Regions from separate parts of the Hordeum vulgare genome. Here region 1 is linked to region 2. A link is a contact called in public Hi-C data. All regions are on one chromosome and are shown on one strand. Each heading gives the region's core, a stretch centred on a gene start, on an enhancer-like site or on the middle of the called end of the contact. The rest is flanking DNA. Distances are from core to core; before and after follow the strand shown.

Region 1 (3,709 bases), core at 615-3,114, 190 kb after region 2:
CCAAACCTTAAGTGTGCAGACCCTACGGGTTCGAGAACTATGCAGACATGACCTGTGACACTCTCCGGTCAATAACCAATAGCGGGACCTGGATGCCCATACTGGCTCCTACATATTCTACGAAGATCTTTATCGGTTGAACCTCTATGTCAAGGATTCAGTTAATCCCATATGTCGTTCCCTTTGTTTATCAATATGTTACTTGCCCGAGATTCGATCGTCGGTATCTCTATACCTAGTTCAATCTCGTTACCGGCAAGTCTCTTTACTAGTTCCGTAATACAAGATCCCGTGGCTAACTCCTTAGTCACATTGCTTGCAAGGCTTGTTGTGATGTTGTATTATCGAGTGGGCCCCGAGATACCTCTCCGTTATACGGAGTGACAAATCCCAGTCTTGATTTACGCCAATCCAACAGACACCTTCGGAGATACTCGTAGAGCACCTTTATAGTCACCCAGTTACATTGTGACGTTTGATACCTACAAGGCATTCCTCCGTTGTTCGGGAGTTGCATGATCTCATGGTCATAGGAATAGATACATTGACATGCAGAAAAATAGTAGCAATACACTGACACGATCATATGCTATGTTCATACTTTGGGCCTTGTCCATCACATCATTCTCCTAATGATGTGATCGCCTTATCAAGTGACAACACTTGTCTATGGCCAGGAAACCTTGTCCATTTTTGATCAACGAGCTAGTCAACTAGAGACTCACTAGGGACTGTGTGTTGTCTATGTATCCACACATGTATTTGAGTTTCCAATCAATACAATTTTAGCATGGATAATAAACGATTATCATGAACAAGAAAATATAATAATAACCATTTTATTATTGCCTCTAGGGCATATTTCCAACAGATATCTTGGGTGTAGACATTGTCCTCAAGAAAGAATAGCAAAGTATATCAAGAGAAATCATCCACTATAATGAGACCATAATGACCGCCACTGAAACTTGCATATAGTTTCAAGGCCTGAATAAATCCACATAAAGATTTTTGGGAGATCTTGTGGTAGTCATGATAGTTTTTGACGATTATGCTTCTTGGCCAACTTGCCGGCCTCACAAGCACCGTAGAGATGATTTTTGTCGAATTTCACACCAGGAATGGCACAAATGTGATTTTTCTTCATGAGAGTTTGCAGATTCCTTATGCCTGCATGAATGATAGCAAGCAAGTGCACATGGTTTGGTTGTAGCTTTTTAAGGAAGAGTATCGATCTCAAAGACAACACAAGAATTGAAATTTTGCCTCTCGCAGTGAATTATATATTTCTATGCCTGTAAATAATTATAGACTTAAAGCAAAATGAGGGTGAAAATAAATATAAGTGAATAGTGGAGCATACTTTGAAGTAAATAACATAAATGTAAATAAAAATCAATGATTGAGTGGCTGGTGGACCACCAAAGGAGTAAAGTGTTCTGAGGGAGTGTGGAATCCCCATTGGTACGTTTCTAGAGCTCCTATGCTTGGCATAGTATGTTGTGGATATTTGAACCATAATTGATGATTATGCTGGAGAGAGCGAGATACAGACCACATTCTACTCGAAACAGACTTTGTTTGTTTTTCATTTGAGACTCACACGTCGACAGCGTCAAAACACAAGGAGAAAGGCCAATTTTTTTTTTTTTTTTTTTTTGATTTGAGGGGTAAGAAAGACCAACTATTCGATTTGTTTATGAGGCAAGGCCAATTATCCACACTGGCCATGATGGGAAACGTAGAAGATTAGGCCCACGATTGTCGAGTTAGGCCGCAACAGTTGGCCCATCTCATCTGGACGACTTGATCGGCCTGGTACGGGTAGCTTTTACTCCAGTCTCCCAACAGTCAAGTAGTCCACAGCCATCTCCGTCTCCGGCCACCGCATCGCCATGGCCTCCGCCTCGTCCGGCGCCGCGGCCTTCTCCCGCCTCGTCGACCGCACCCGCGTCCCGGACCCCACACTCCAGCGCCACGCCGTCGCGGCCTTCTTCCGCCACCTCCTCACGCTGCCCCCTCCTCTCCCCTCCGCCGCCCACGACGGCATCTCCTCCCTCCTCGCTTCCCCGCACGCCGCTGTCGCCGCCTACGCCTCCGCGTCCCTCGCCCGCCTCGCGGCCTCCCGCGCCGACCTCCTCGGCCCCGACGAGGCCCTCCCGTTCCTCATCGCGCCCCTCTCCGCCTCCCCGTCTCCCCGCCTGGTCTCATGCCTCGTCAAGGCCGTAGCCGCGCTCGTTTCCTGCGTCCTCCGCTCCGGCCCCGCTGGCTTACGCTTCCCGCCCCACAACCACCCCTTCGTCCAGGCCCTCGCGTCGGGCGCTGACGGCGCGCGAGCGGAGCTGTCGCGGCAGGCGGCCAGGATGGTGGCCGAGGGGGTCGACGGCGCGGTGGGGTTCCTGAGGCCTTTCGTGATGTTTGCCGTGGTGAGGAAGGGGGACACCGCGTTCGCGAGGGATTTGATCGGCGCGCTTGCCGCAGCGGCTACTGCAGCGGCAAAATCGGATGCGGCGGTCCCATTGCTGAAATTGCTCGGCGAGAGCTTGCTGCATTTCGGCCGCGGGGATGGGGAGGTATGTGTTTTGGTCTATTCCCTCATCGATGGTGGTATTCTTTTTTCTTCTTCTGGGGAATGCAGTTGTTTGCAAAACTGCGAGGAATCTAGGGCACATAAACAACATCACAGTCGTTTTGCATTTCGTTTGTGTTCGAGCAATGCTTGTTGTGGCAAGAGCGATTGCGGGTGTTACGGTTCCTGTTCCTATGGATGCTAATGTTATTGTTTATAGTCGGGTTCAGTTGATAGTGCACAATGCAGGGAAAACACATGAAGTTCATGCAGCTGATTGTGCATAACTGGGAATGTATTTGGCAGTGTATTTTGTAGTTGTTAAAGCCTCAAAGGGGGAAATTATCTTACTCTGCACATAACGTTGCCTGCATTTCTTTTTCTTCAGGAAGGGCGGCTCTGGCTTAGTTCTGTGGAGTGCTTGGTCGATGCATATGTGCTATTACTGAGGAAGTTAGCTCATGCTCAAAGGGTACTGCTCTTCTATGTTCTATCTGCTAATTTTGTGTAAATAATTGTATCCTTGTCTTACTGATATTGTAAAATGCAGTCATGTTGGTTATGAATTTAGAAACTCAGGAAATTCATATTCTAGGCTACGCTTGTGGAGTTAAAACACAGAACCAAACAGTTTGCTCCTGCCGTTTATAAATCTTTTGTCAACTACTCCCTCCGTTCCTAAATATATGTCCTTATAGAGATTTCAATATGAACTACATATGGAGCAGTACGGGTGAATCTCCACTCTAAAGTATGTCTATATACATCCGTGTGTAGTCCGTATTGAAATCTCTAAAAAGACTTATATTTAGGAACGGAGGGAGTATAACCTAGGAGTTATGGAAATGTATGGTGAGTTAATTTTATATATTTATACAATCGCTAAGGGAATACACCTGGGCATAGTTCGTTTGTACTGTAGGTTAACTTCCTAATATACTGATTAGTATGGTGCTGCATTTACACATGAGCCTCCTCTATGTTTCACCATCCATTGATGGAACTGGGGTAGGGAGCCAGTTAGGCAACTAACCAGTTAGTTATAGCCTTCTAGGGTCAATTTTCTTTCTTTAGTTTCTTCAGTTCAAATGCTTATATAATTCCTATGTATCAGCAATGCATCATACTTGTGCTATAACT
Region 2 (3,723 bases), core at 1,097-3,596:
GAGTGCGGCGGTTGCCGAGGATATCTTGAAAGATTTTTCTTTATTTTTCTGCTCAAGGACCTCACATTTAGTGATGGCATCCTTGAGCTCTTGTTGCACCTAAGTGACCATGTCCTCGTGCGTGTCACTGGCAGACTTGACCGTCAAAAGGTCGGTCGCAACCTGTTCGGCCACCGCTCTTTGTTCGGCAGCTTCCTGCTTGGCCTTGCGCAGTTCGGCTTTGAGACTCTTGATGCCAGCACCACCAACTATGATTGTCATGTAAATAAGTTGCACTTAAAGGCACAAATATTAAACACCTCACTTTTTATGCGAAAACTAAGCGTTCAATGCTTATCTTGTACGTCATCAAATGGCTTATTGAGGCGGTCGAGCTGTTCCTCGGAAATCTTCAGTTTCCGGTTCATTTCCACCAACTCAACGGAGTTGGGGGCTGTTGTCGGGGTTCAGGCCTGCAGATAGGCATTTTAGACTCTCAAATTCTTAGTTTTTTTTAAATCTTGTGTTGAGGTTTCTTATCATCCTACAAGATTCTTGGGGGCTACAAGCAACTTTTTAGGGATGTTTTTCGAACTACTTTGACCCCCGCATGCGTTCTTTCAAAACTCACACAGGTTTCGGGGGCTACTGAGCATATGATTGCTTATAAACAATATAAGAAACACAATTACTTTGTGTGTAAAAAAGAGTGTGCGGATTACCTTGAAGCCTTCCAATAGACCGTCGAAAGCCTCTTTCAGACCATTGTCAAGGGACTGAATACTTTTCAATACCGTGCTCAGATGAGTGTGATGATCTTCGGGGATGGAAGAGTCATTTAGACCCTCCTCCATCATGACCGGACACCCAGTTTGGAGCTGCTTTGTTGTGGACGACATCGGATGTGGTGTAGCAGTTTCCCTTCGTGGAGAAACTGCTACTAATGGCTCCGGACACTGAGGGGCCTTCAGAATTGTCTTCAGAGGGGACCAAGAGGGTACAGGCCCTCATTCCTTTCTTTTTTTGACCGACTACTATAGAGCAAAACACCCCACAACCTTTTCTTTTATTTTATAACACAGATTACAATGTACATGACTAGTCTATTGGACAAACAAAAACACAATGTACTAACCTCAAGGGGGTAAGAATGAAACCCATTTTAACAGGTCATCCCTAAAACTAGCCTTAATTCTATGAGCTAGTAAGGAAATGTCATGCACAAAGTTTCTATTCCATGTGCTGAATCTAGGATGCTCATTTCTGAATACTTTAGCATTCCTTGTAGTCGAGATGTTCCAGCAGGCAGTGAGAACCACTTCAGTGAAGAAAGGTTTTTGGAAATCCCTCCTTGCACCTATGAAAATGTCCCACATGGAGCCCCCCTGCCAGTCAAATTGTAGGTAGTTCCACGCTCTCGTGCTAAACATGCAAGTGAAGAACAAATGATCCATGTCTTCCTTGATCCTTGCATGGCATAGAGCACACAGGTTAGACTCACAAACATTCCAGTGCCTTCTCTCGAGCATGTCCTATGTGTTTAACCTGTCCATGATCAGCATTGAGGAGAAAACCTTGATCTTCATTGTACAACAACTCTTCCAGATCCAGTTAAGTAAAGGATTGCCAGTGATTGGTTTGTGAACATGCATGTATTTTTTTGGTTGAGTACCCTTTTCCATCTTCCCCCCATAGCCAGACATCATTCCTTGAATGATCTCTGTGTAAATTCTGGATTAGGGTTTGCATAGTTTGTAACTCTTCAATAGCTCTTTTAGAGAGTGGCAGATGGAACAAGCTGGTCATGTCATTGCCTCAGAAAGGAGGAAAACCTCTTCAGCAGTGGAAAAAACATCAATTGCAAAAGAGAACAACCTCTGAAATCTGTGTGCCAAGGGTGTGTTGGAATTTTCTACCATTCAAAAATCTGACCAGAAACGAAAAGTGTCACTTTTTTTAAAAGGCAGAAAGTGTCACCTTTGTTTGGTTGTATGGATGTGACAACTCTCAAACTATCTAGCCTCTTGCATATATCTTTCTATCAAAAAGGGTCCACACAAAGTTGTATCTTTTGATACCGTGTCACTAAGCACTAGATTTTAGTGTGACGCTTCCTGTCGGCCACCACACAAAAGGTTATGTCAATAAATTTGTTTCGAACACGATTTACTTTGCGATTTTCTTGTGTGACATATCAGATTTGTCCATTTTACCCCAGATTTTCAGAATTTACTTCACATACATATAGGGGCCGCCTGTAATTCAACAATTGAATCTTTAAACACGCTGTCAATCATCATCCTCGCCGTTGCACACGGAAACAGAAAGAATATAAATAAAGCCGTGCAGTGCAGTGCAGTGCAGTGCAGTCGAGGCACCCAGACCCTGCTCCTCCCTCCACCTCCACCTCCACCTCCCTCTGCGCCACTACGCTGAAGCAGCTGCGCACTCTGCCTGTTCCATCGACCGTTCACATCGCACAGACGCTGCTTCTCTCTCCCAGCCCCACCTCCTCATCACTGCTCCAGTGCTTCAGCTGCTCAGATTCACAGAGCAACAGCAGAGAGAGTGGCAGGGCTCGGGCGTCAGTGAAGTCAGCCTCAGCGCTGGAGAGAGGGAGAGAAACAGGTGGGACTTCATTACTTGCCGTAACTAGTCAAGCAGCTCCGAGGTCCGAGCTCTGAACTGAACCCGTCGGTTTGGGCACCTCCGCTGAATCTTTCTCCCCCAAAAGCCGGCTGATTCCAGCCGATCGAAGAGCCCTTCTCGCCAAAAGACATCTGTTGTTGTTGTTGTTGTTGTGGTTCGTTGTTGTCGTTTTTCTTTTTAGTGGGCTGGTTCTCACACTAGAAAAGGCTTTGATTCCTCCGGGCGTCATGGCGCCGCCCCGGCGCCGCACGGCGGCGGAGTTCCAAGGGAACGGCGGCCTAATGCCGCCGTCGGTGCAAGTGTTCGCTTCTCCCTGCGGCAGCGGCGGCGGTGGCGCGGTGACCACGAACGGCAGCGACAAGTCGCTCCGGGGAAAGAAGCCAAGAGGCGATACCAGCGTACACTCCGCCACCAAGGACACCGGCCGGAGGCGGCCGGCGGGACGCATGCCACTTTGGCTGGTCGGCATCTTTGTCTCTCTCGCATTCAATGTCGCCGCGCTCCCGCTCCTACTCCAGCAGTACATCGTCAACCAGCCGCACCACCACCATCACGGTGTCATCTCTCCTGATCAGCAACAGCACGCCTGCGCCCCGCAGCCGGGCACGAGCGGCGCGACGGCGAGAGCGCCGTCCACCGGGAAACCAGCAGTTACTTCGGATTCGGTTATTAACCTCGACCAGTTAAGTCTCTGTTCCTTGATTCTTTTTTCCCCGTGGTAAATTTTTGCAGTAAAAATACTATCTGTAATTTGACGAGCCGGCAATGGGTCCTCTTCCCCGCGGAGCATGTCCTTGTTCAGTGTCAATGTCAAGGAGGAATGAACTCCGATCTTGGGGCGGTCGATGCCAGATTCATCCGCCGTGCATGCACCTGTCGCCATGATTTTGCTCTCATTTTCGCAACTAGTCTATTTCCGCCATCGAAGCAGCACCACATGAGCTCGAATCATGGTTGATGGCCGCCCGCGCCCGAATCTGTTCCCAATTTCGTTCTAAAAAAACCCTCCGAATCTGTTCTCACCTTTGTTTTTAAAAACCCTCCGAATCTATTCCAATCTCATTTCATATACAAAGTTGCAAACGCGTTTGACAT

The links. Hi-C and Micro-C count contacts between places; a contact is called where the count stands out from the background.
Region 1: a Hi-C map of seedling shows a contact between it and region 2, with 2.6 times the contacts expected there. The contact joins the promoter of LOC123442809 here to the promoter of LOC123442807 in region 2. A contact is called at or near these places in 2 of 6 Hi-C or Micro-C datasets (leaf and seedling).

The regions. Positions count from the first base shown.
Region 1 is chr3H:33,542,540-33,546,248 of MorexV3_pseudomolecules_assembly, forward strand. LOC123442809 (protein RST1) reads left to right here and starts at 1,865. Exons shown (of 24, transcript XM_045118957.1): 1 at 1,865-2,573; 2 at 2,958-3,041. The coding sequence starts at 1,896.
Region 2 is chr3H:33,353,683-33,357,405 of MorexV3_pseudomolecules_assembly, forward strand. It overlaps LOC123442807 (tryptophan aminotransferase-related protein 2-like), which reads left to right and starts at 2,347. Exons shown (of 5, transcript XM_045118956.1): 1 at 2,347-3,310. The coding sequence starts at 2,856.